Regions from separate parts of the Gossypium hirsutum genome. Here region 1 is linked to region 2. The links are chromatin contacts, called in public Hi-C maps. All regions are on one chromosome and are shown on one strand. The core of a region is the stretch at or near the end of the contact, and the rest is flanking DNA. Distances in the headings are between cores, read along the strand shown.

The links. A called contact is a pair of places that touch in the nucleus more often than the background predicts.
Region 1: a contact with region 2 is called in a Hi-C map of leaf, with 2.4 times the contacts expected there. The contact joins two enhancer-like sites. A contact is called at or near these places in 2 of 34 Hi-C or Micro-C datasets (leaf and seedling).

What each region holds. Positions count from the first base shown.
Region 1 is chrA02:99,946,862-99,952,172 of Gossypium_hirsutum_v2.1, reverse strand. No RefSeq gene overlaps it. Among protein-coding and RNA genes, the nearest start is that of LOC107951650, 4.0 kb to the right of the region's middle. Within about 2 kb of position 3,197, at least 9 of the 9 cell types and tissues checked have an H3K27ac peak or open chromatin away from gene starts, as enhancers often do. A contact at or near this core is called in leaf, where this site is marked.
Region 2 is chrA02:99,785,097-99,790,475 of Gossypium_hirsutum_v2.1, reverse strand. No RefSeq gene overlaps it. Among protein-coding and RNA genes, the nearest start is that of LOC121217618, 9.8 kb to the right of the region's middle. Within about 2 kb of position 3,850, at least 1 of the 9 cell types and tissues checked has an H3K27ac peak or open chromatin away from gene starts, as enhancers often do. A contact at or near this core is called in leaf, where this site is marked.

The sequences.
Region 1 (5,311 bases), core at 1,948-4,447, 160 kb before region 2:
TAACATCTGGCAATTTCACGTATGCCACTTTATAAACCATATCTTATTCATTTATTCATGTTTCATGTTTCATTTACACGTATTCATATTTCATTTCCCTATACATCACATAACATTCTTTGTACATATAAACTTACCTTTCATTTTCAAATATTGTATATATTTCAACGTACCTGAATCGGAATGTCTTTCACTTAATCATTTGTTTCTCGGAATGCCCATTGAACTGTTCGGAATCAATAAGGATACTTGGATAACTCATAAGCTCATACAATGCCAACGTCCCAGACGTGGTCTTACATGTAAACAAGTATCGATGCCACTGTCCCAGATAGGGTCTTACACGAAACCAATATGATGCCAATGTCCCAGATATGGTCTTACACGTAAATAACAAATTGATGTCAACGTCCCAGACGTAGTCTTACACGATAACACATATTGGAATCCTATGTCATGACATTTGTATCCTAACTATTCCTATGGTTTGTACGGGGTTTTTTCGGACATCGTCACATTATCGTAACTTTCTCGTATTCATATATTCTACTTCTCGAACAATTTAATATCATAATAACATATATATTACTTATTCAAAATACATATATTTGTATTACCATTAGGCATTAAATTCAATCATACAAATATTATGCATTTATAATATGATTTCGTTACGTTTATTAAAATACGAACTTACCTCGTTCGCAGTAACGACAAATTAAGTCGACTAATCTGATATTTTGATTTTCCCTCGATCTAAATTCGAATTTCGCTTTTGCCAATCTAATTAATATCAAAATTAACTTACTTATTCAACATTTCATTAAATTTTATCCAAGAACACATAATTTGGGAATTTTTCATTTTAGCCCCTAACGTTTTATATTTTTACAATTTAGTCCCTATTTCAAAATAACACAAAATACACAAAATATTATCAAACCCATATTAGGCCGAATTTACCTTAGGTCTCTAGCAACCCATTTCTTTCATTTATTTCAAATTTTGACCCCTCAATTTACAAATTTCTCAATTTAGTCCTTAATACACATTTTTATCAAAAATCACTTAATTAAACATGAAAATCTATTAACGTACACATTTATTTTTCATCATCAAACACAAAAATCGTCAAGCTTTCAACAATGGGAAAACATAAAATCATCATCAAATTCAAAAATTCAAGCATGGGTTTACTAGTACTCAAAACAATGATCTCAAAAATGTAAAAACTATCAAAAACCAAGCAAAAACGAACCTTGAATCAAGTTTGGACCACGGCTGAATGTTTGAAAGTTTTAAACTTTTTTTTTCTTTCTCAAGTTTCGGTCAAAATATAAGCATTTGCATGTGTTTTATTTTCCTTTTATGTTATGATTTATTATAATAACATTTTTAACTAATTACAAAACTAACCTTAATGATTTTAATGATAAAACTTATAATATAAGACCATTACCGTCCATGCATATTTTCAATGGTCAAATTACAACATAAGGCCCCACATAATAAAAGCCATAGCAATATAGCACTTTAACAAGTAGAAGGCCACTTTTACATTTTATGCGATTAAGCCATTTTTCACAAATCGACACTCAAACGATAAAATTTTCATACGAAAATTTCACAAATATCAATTCACTACTTTAAGCACAGAAAATAATATTAAAATATTTTTCTAACTCGAATTTGTGGTCCCGAAACCACTGTTCTAACTAGGGTCTAAACCGAGTTGTTACATTGTCCATCCTGTGAGAAACCGAAAAGGTCTCCCTTTCGAAATACTAAATTCAGTATTAGTTTTCAGAAGGATGGACCTATGATCTGATTAAATGCGCGGAAGATGATAAACGAGACTATGCGGAAAGGATGAAATCCAAGTATCATTAGCTAATGCTTGATCTATCCGCTCGTGCGTATTACCTCTTTGCCAGGTAAAGGAGGGTCCTGAATCCAAGATCCTGCAAATTACAAGAGTCAACAAAATTTCCAAATAAATTACATCTCCTACCAGTTGAGCGATCATTTTTTTTTATCTTTAGGTGAGAGGATAGCATTAAAGTCACCCATTATCAATCAAGGTAAAGGATCGTGAGGTAAAACATTTATTAAATCAATCCAAAGAGACTTCCTCTTAACTTTGTCAAGACTACCATACACAAAAAAGATTAAAAAAAAGGAATTAGTGTGAGTTCTACCATGAACACGAAGAAGCCTGGGGATGATTATGAATAATGCTAATGTAAATATTATCCTTCCAACCAACCTAGATGCGACCTAAAAAACCAATAGACTTAATGCGGTGAGAAAAGTCAAAACCCAATTTATCAATAATAGAATTAGCCTTTTTACCACTAACTCTCGGTTCCAGCAGACATACTATATCCGATATATGCTCAAAATTATACTCACGAAAAACTCAGAGAAATTTACTACTCGCACAGCCTTGACAATTCCAAGAAAAAATTGATAAATTTAAATCCATGATAAAAAATAAACAAGAATAGAATAAAAAAAAAACCCCAAGAAACCTTACTGTCTAGAGCTTTAATAATCATTCTTGAGTTCTTTTACCAGTACCTAGGTCAATTGAACCCGAATCAGCACTTCGTAAAGTGGAAACAATCTGAGGCAACCTAGACATAGAATCACTCAAAGGAATTTTAGAAGAATTTTTAATTTTAAAATTATTCCCTTTCCCATGCATAATTTTGTTTATTTTCCTTGTAGCCCGAAAGCCCCCATCTTTACTCCCTAACATTTTCCCCGAATTTTGAATTTTATTAACACCTAAAGCTGAAACAGTGACCCCCCTCAATTGAACACCATCAATTGAATCTATCTTTTTGAACGAAACAACAATATGTCTATTGGGGTTTAAATCACCAGGGGAATCAACTACTTGAACTTTAATCGGCTTTTACAACGAAGAAACTGGCTTAGTTGATAGAGCTGGGCCACCATTTTCACTCACCTCCTGACCTACAAAAATCGGATTAAAGCAAGAAACAGTCACTGGTGTTGATTTGGAATGGTTAGTGGAAGATTTAAAAATCTCAGCACCGGTCAAAACTTTAAAAGCAGAATCATTCAAAAAATGAAAAGAACTCCTTGGTTTGTTATTTTGAAGAGCAGACTCTATGTAATGAGGGTCCGACACGTCGTTGGGCTGATTCATTGAGCTACTCAATGGGTCCATAACAGCCTTGAGAGTTGTTGATCTAACTGCTCCAATATCAAAAGTAGGCTCAACAGGTGTCCGGCCTACTAAAGTTTTCACTTCTAGATTTCTCCTTTGTGGGTTTAAGAGCCCATCCCCTTGATCACTTATTCTATCTCCCCCTGTTTGCTCAAGCCTCATTGACTTAGGGTTACCTCGTGTCTTAAACCCCTGTTGTGCAACATTTTCTCCAACCTTTAATTTATTCTTAAAAACAACCAACTTTCTAGTATCTTCCTTATTTAACTCATCTTCTAGATCAACCAAAACCTCTATATTAGTCAGAGCATCAAATCAGAAACTCGTTTTTCCTTTCTCTATAAAATCCCATTTTTTTAATATTATTATTCATAAAATTACGCCTTACTTTCCTTTCGACCACCATCCATGGCCCGTAAACAGCGCCTTCTCCTCCGCTTACAGCGACTTCTGTCAGAGTAGTACCCTTTCTGATCCTTCACCGTTACTGAATATGGTTGTGAAGCACACAGCTTCTTGGTATATTTGTACTTCCCGTAAGTAAAGCAAATCGTAGGCAGCGCTTCATACTCAACTTTCTAATGTAAACCATTCACAAGAACTTGAGCGATCAGAGGCTTGTCTAAGTTGACATAAACGGCTATCCTGGCGAAGTGACCTGTAATTCTACTGTCGGTATTGAAATCTAACCGAACAACCTTTCCAATGGTCCCTCCTATTTCTTCAAGAATTTTCCTTTTGTATAAAAACCTTGGGAGGCCTAGTAACTGTATCCAAGCCATCACCATGCTTGGGTATGGTTGTAAGGGTTGAATTCTTTGGTCCAAGGTTGAACAGTCAGATACTGACCATAAATCAGCCAAGGACCCTGCGACAGAACTTTTGCATAGTTATCAGTGGATTGAAATTTAGCCAGAAAGTATTCATTCTCTATGTCCATGATATGGGAAGGCTTAGAGGGATTCCATAAACTACTGATTCGATTGTTTAAAGCCCCATACCCAATATTCCTACCAAGTAATTTCAATACAACCGTGTGTTCCATTTCTTTGAACAAGATTTGTTGAATCCTCTCTGAGAAATCAATAGCAGGTATTCCATTAATAATGGATATGTGAATATCTCCTTCCAAAAATTCTAGATCTTCATCAACACCAGCACCAGAATTATCCAACCCCAACTTATCAGACGCTCTAGATTTATTCCCCATAAGTTTATCCTTCCAAGATAAAATTGGACTCGGACCAGATTCAACCATCATATCAGTGATTTCCTTGCCATTGCCCTATTTGAAACGGGCTTTCTTTGTATTACGATCTGCACCTGTCCGAGAACCATCACCATCCTCGATTTCTAGATAAGAAATGTTATCACTAGAGTTCAGAGAGATTTCCATTTAAGATTAATTGTTCAATTGTTTAAAAATAGAGGTTAAAAGGATTAAAAAAAAGTGACAACCATTAAAGATCAAATTTATAATTTAATGATCCTTTATTGAAATATGAGAAGCAAGCTTTTATGTACAGAGAATACGAGTGTGATATTAATTCACCATAATTTAGTGCAAAAATCAGAGAAAAGTCAACAAGTGATCAAACAAGAAAAGGGATTAAAAAATGTTGTCAGTTTACAGCTAGAATTAGAATTTTGTCATAAAAAAACAAGGTCAAGAAAGTCAATAATGGAAGTTCTGTTTAAGAAGAAAATATCCAATAAATTATAGCCATATAATTTTCATCCAACTTATAATCTAATACAAAATTTTTATTGGGAAAAATATAGTGGAACATAATTTTTATAAAGTAATTATATATCAATATAGTTCAGTATATTACGAGATACAAAATTTTAATTTGATACAATCGTCTAAATTATTTTACATAAACAAATATTAATTTTTTATTATAAATAAAATTATAAAATTTATTAATTTCATAATATATTTAAATTATTTTATTAATAATATTAATTTTGACTTAACATATTTTATATTAATTTATTTGTTCTTCTACGTACTTATTTTCCGTCCTTTTGTTGAAAATTCTGTGTTGGTTGATGAATTAATTTTTTAATCCATTACCAAATTTTCTTCTACTAAGAATTATTTTAAAG
Region 2 (5,379 bases), core at 2,601-5,100:
GCACTTTGTCAATACCAACCTTTATAGAAGCTATGCTTTTTGCATTGGTGACCCTAGAAGGAGATTGTAATTGGCAGTGTCTCATAGGTGAGTTACCACATCAGAAAATTCAGTTGCTTGTTGAATCAAGTCCAAATTTAGAAGATTAAGGCAGGGATATATGTTTTTGGAAAACAGCTGAGTCTGGTACGTATACAGTGACAAGAGGTTATAAGTCTCTTAATCAGGTTTCTTGGTTGGAGGTGAATAAGAAATGGAGAATGATTTGGAGAATCAAGGCGCCACAAGGGATAAGACAATTCATGTGGCTATGCATGCATGGTAAAGTGCTAGCCAATAAAGAAAAATGCAAAAAAGGGATTAACGGATGATGCGTCGTGCTACATGACCATATGTTGGAAAGTATTGATCATGTTCTAAGAGCATGCTCATCAGCGCATGTTATTTGGAAAAAGGTTAGTTCGTGATTTTTTTTAATGATTTCTTTACACTCGATTTTGAGAATTGGTTGATGTTTAATATTAAGAATGCGGCAAACCTGCTGGTTAAGAGGATAAGATGGGAAATTATGTTTATGAATGTTGTATGGAGATTGTTGAAAGGCAGAAACTTGACTATTTTTACTGATCAACATCTAATTATGGATGATGTAGTTATGGCCAGTTGGTATTGGACTTAGGTGTCAATGAATTTGGTAACTAACGCACAACGACATGATTCTAAGTGTTGGGAAAGTCCTTAAAATGGATAGTTTAAACTAAATACTTATGTTAGAGTTGATGTTAATTCTGGGAATGCAACAGCAGAGGGATTTAGTGAGAGGATCAGAAGGAGAGTGGGTAGTTGTTTATGGGCGAAATATAGGTGTGAGTTCAGTCTTAGATGTTGAGCTTCAAGCGATTGCTGATGGTCTAAAAACAGTTGGGAATAAAAGGGTGCGGTTGTTGCTGATTGAGTGTGATTGCAAAATAAAAACGGTTGTTGCTGATTTAAAACTTGGGCTGTAGAGGTGGGGTTATCGAAATTGAGCTTGGAAATTCGAAATTGAAAGGTAGAAATAAGACAAGTTCCAAGAATGAGGAATATGGTTGCTGATTCGATGATTAAATGGGTTCGATGTTGCGCGATTTAATTCATGTTTTTGATAACCCGCCCCAAGTGGTTCTAGTTGGTTTGGCGCAAGATAAAGGGTAAAGAAGCTGAAGTCGACGATCTGGTTAAGCATTGAGTTTCAACTTCCTATATTGTAAATATATATATATACAAAATTTGTATAGAAATTGGGTAAAAAGACTACAAAACTTTTTTAAAGTCATTGATTAGTTGTAGGTTTTGGAAAAATATGTTTATTTCTTACCTATTCTTGATCATATTCGCGTGATTAAAAAGAAAAATCACAGAATTTGACTTTTCTATTTGGTATTAGGGTTTAGGATTAACCTGATATAGTGACGGAATTTACTTTATGACTCATTTGTTTTTTTTTGGTTTGTTTAAGCATGAAAATGATGTAAACCCCTCAAATGGAAAAATGAAGATCAAAAATAAAAATAATTGATAAAAGAAAATAACTACACTCATATTTAATTTTTATTTAAATCAAAATATTTAACAATCAATATAGTCAATCTAATCTAATCTTAAACTGAGAAGAGAAACAACCATCATTAATTTTGAGCATAATCAATCATTTATTACTAGACTTTAATTTAGATTTAAAATGTATCGAAGAATCATCGGATGAAATGATAGTAATTTTTTTTGGATGCAATCATTGTAGTAATTCAACTTGTCCTCTAACCGCATTACTAATTTTAGGTAAAGCCCCAACTTCGCATATATATATATATGGTACTCTACATGTCCCAACAATATGGTCGGCCTCCATTGTACTTTACAGATTGGAAGATTTTATTGAAAAAAATAGTGCAAATGGTGTGAGAAAATATAAAAAATATATAGACGACCCCAGTTTTAACCTCTAGAATCGTGTTCTTTGTTTCTATTTATTTTATGCAAAAATCCAATACGCCCCACGTTTTCCTTTATTTTTTCAGGCAATTATGCTGTGGGCAAAAACGTCGGTGGACGACAGCCATAGACCAATTAAAAGCATACGTGCATCCATGAACGCATTTGACTCTAATTTGTTTGACGACCGACTGTCCATAAGTCCACTTCTAGTTATCAAATATTTGTGTTAATGCAAGTTAAATTACAACTTACGTAATTATTAAAAGAATAAAAAACAGAAATTTGTAGTTTTAAATCTTTTGATAATCTTAGAGAATAATTTACAGTTAATTAATTGTATAAGTCGTTATTTAAATTCAAATTAAGTTGTAATTTCACTTTTATACTAAGATCATTCTTTCGCTAATACAACTCCACTTTCATATATTCACATAAGATTACTCTTTTCATTAAAATTTAAGGAAAGACTTTTTCCATCAAAAGCTTAGCCAATACTCTTCAAGTAGTATATACACAAGTAATTTGCACTAATAAAAGCTCCCTACACAAATTGGAATGTACTCTCTTAATCTCTTATCAAAGTTGAAATACTAATATTTAAATAGGCATTGTAGTCATTCGTAAATGAACTAGTACAAACATAAATAATCTTTGAAGTTTCTTCCCAATTAAAACTCTTTAATATGGTATGTGATAAAAAGAGACCTTCATCAATTAAATTTCTTCTAATCTTAAATATGTATAAACAAAGTAAATGAATCATACTAGAACTCTTCAAAATATCATTGCTTGACCAAATATATTTACCAATTTAATACCACAAAAATTGCCAATTCCTTAAAAAGATGCACAAAAATAGTTAAAGCAATCTAATTATTAAAACATGCCGATAGGCAAGTTGCATTGCATCTAGTTGCGAAGAGAGTTGCAATATATATAATGAATTGTCAATGCATGAGTTTTATGCACCATCAATGAACCATAATTTATCACATTATTAATGAATAAAATAAAAAAATATCGCAAGACAAATAAATATATTAAATTCATTTAAACATAATTAAAAATATAAATTTTCATAATTAATTAAATTACGGATTATAATTCATTAATGATATATGAGATTCATGCACTTATAGTAAAATAAAATTTGATATTGGAGGGCGAAAATAAAATTTTAAGAATTTGATATTGAATAAAATTGTTATTATTCCACTTAACCAATAAAGCTAAAACTCCCTAACTGTGCCCTACGTGCACTAGGAGGACATCAAATCTATAGTATTATAATATAAAAATTGCAGGGATACAGGAAATATATGCAAAGTGAGGAGATCCACTCCATTCCTAAATTAAGAGATTAAATCTAATAGGTTGTAGGTTCAATGTAAGGTTGGATAAACAGACATAAGATTTTCGATCCATTTTGTCGAGTACAATACATGCATTTACTCTGTGTTTATATTGAGATGTGTGCTCGCATTGTTTGTGAACTTTTATTTAATTATTTGCAAGTATATTATTTATGTTATTATATAGAGAGATATTAACAAGTACATTGCACCATGGAACCGGACTATAATTCTTTTTCTCTCTTTTTTTTTTAAATAATGCAACCTAAAACAGTTCAATGTTACGTGGGATTAGATCTAGGCATCTAATAATAGGATAATGGGTTCTACTCAAAATGAGATATTTTTCATGAATACATTTAACCTAGAAAAAACAAAAAGCTCATTATATTTTAGAGGATCAAAAAAATTTTGGGACAAATGTAGGGCTCAAGAATTAAAATTTGGACTAAGCTTAAACAGAAGTTGAAAGAGTCTGGGCTAAGGCCCCCATATAGATCCATCTCTGATGGACCTAAGCTAAAATGTAGAAAAGGTTAAAGCCATGGGCAAAAAGGGAAAATGTTAAACCCAAACCAATGCAAACCATGTAATTTATTAGTTCAAATTTTATTATTAGTCCTTGTACTATATGCAAGTTGTGGATTCACTTCATGTACTATAATTTAGTCAATTTTAATCTCTATATTTTTCGAATTTTAAAATTTCATCCTTGATACAAACAATAACAATTAAATATGTTTGGTTAAATTCTATTAGTCATGTACTATGCGTAAAGTTGTATAGATTTAGTCCATGTTCTTCAATTTTAGCATTCTTAGTCTCTATCCTTTTCAAAATTTGAAATTTTAGTCTTGATGTAAATGATAGCCATTAAGTCTATTTTTAATTTTTTTTTGTAAGTAATATGTGGAAATTGAAAGCTAAAATTTAATGAATTTAAAAGCTACCATTTGATCAAGGCTTAAATTGTAAAATTTGAAAAGTAAAAAAAATTAACGTTGACCAAATTAAAGTACATGGACTAAGTCTGTAACTTACGCATAGTATAAAGACAAAGGCTCCTTTTGGATGGGCGGTGCGATTAGCTTGGTGAGATTAAAAATACCTAAGGCAATGAGATTGAGTACTATAGAGATGAGATTAAATCATCAATGAATAAGTGTTTGGATTCAAATGCAGTTGCAGAAGTGAGGTGAAAATTGAAAATGACAATTAAGGAAATTAGGCTAAAAATTATATATAATAAAAAATTGTACCAAAAAAATTTAGTCTTTGAGAAAGGATAAATATTTTAAAGGTGAATTAAGTATTTGGAGAGAAAGTATGAATGATGAAATTTAGTAAGAATTAAATTGCAAAATTTTGAAAATTGAAGGACTAAAAGTGCAAATTTACCATTTTTGAAAAGGGGAGAAGTTTGAAGAAATATTTTTTATGAATGTGATATGGAGATGTATTGAAACGAGGAGTTAAAAAATCAAAAGAATGGCTAAATTAAATAAAGTGGAAAGTGTAGGGTGTAACACCCCCTAACCTTTATCCGTTGTCAGAATAGGTTTACGGAGCATTACTAGACATTTCAGACCAAATACGAACATAAAAAAATTTCAAATAATACACCTTATAAATTAATCATGTTGTCCCTTATTTGGGTCCTCAATGCCCTAAATATGTATTAGAAACAAATCGAGACTTATTCGGGTTCTCTAAAATTTTTTCGTAAAACCTCAAAATTTTTCCTAGGTGCAAGGCTCACACGCCCGTGTGACCCTATGACATGCCCATATTTCAGGCTGTGTCCTACCCCGTGTAACTCTCTAACCTACATTACATGGCTAACCTACACGTCCGTGTGCTAGGCCGTGTGGTCAATTTATTTTTCAAAAATTAGGTGTAAATTTCACACGGCTGGAGCACATGCCCATGTGCTAGCCGTGTGTCTGACCATGTGGACTCAAAATGAACCTTAAACATCAAGTATACCAACCCTGCAACTTAAACAACAAGTAACTCAAAAACCAATCATTCAATCACTTTAAAACACGATCAA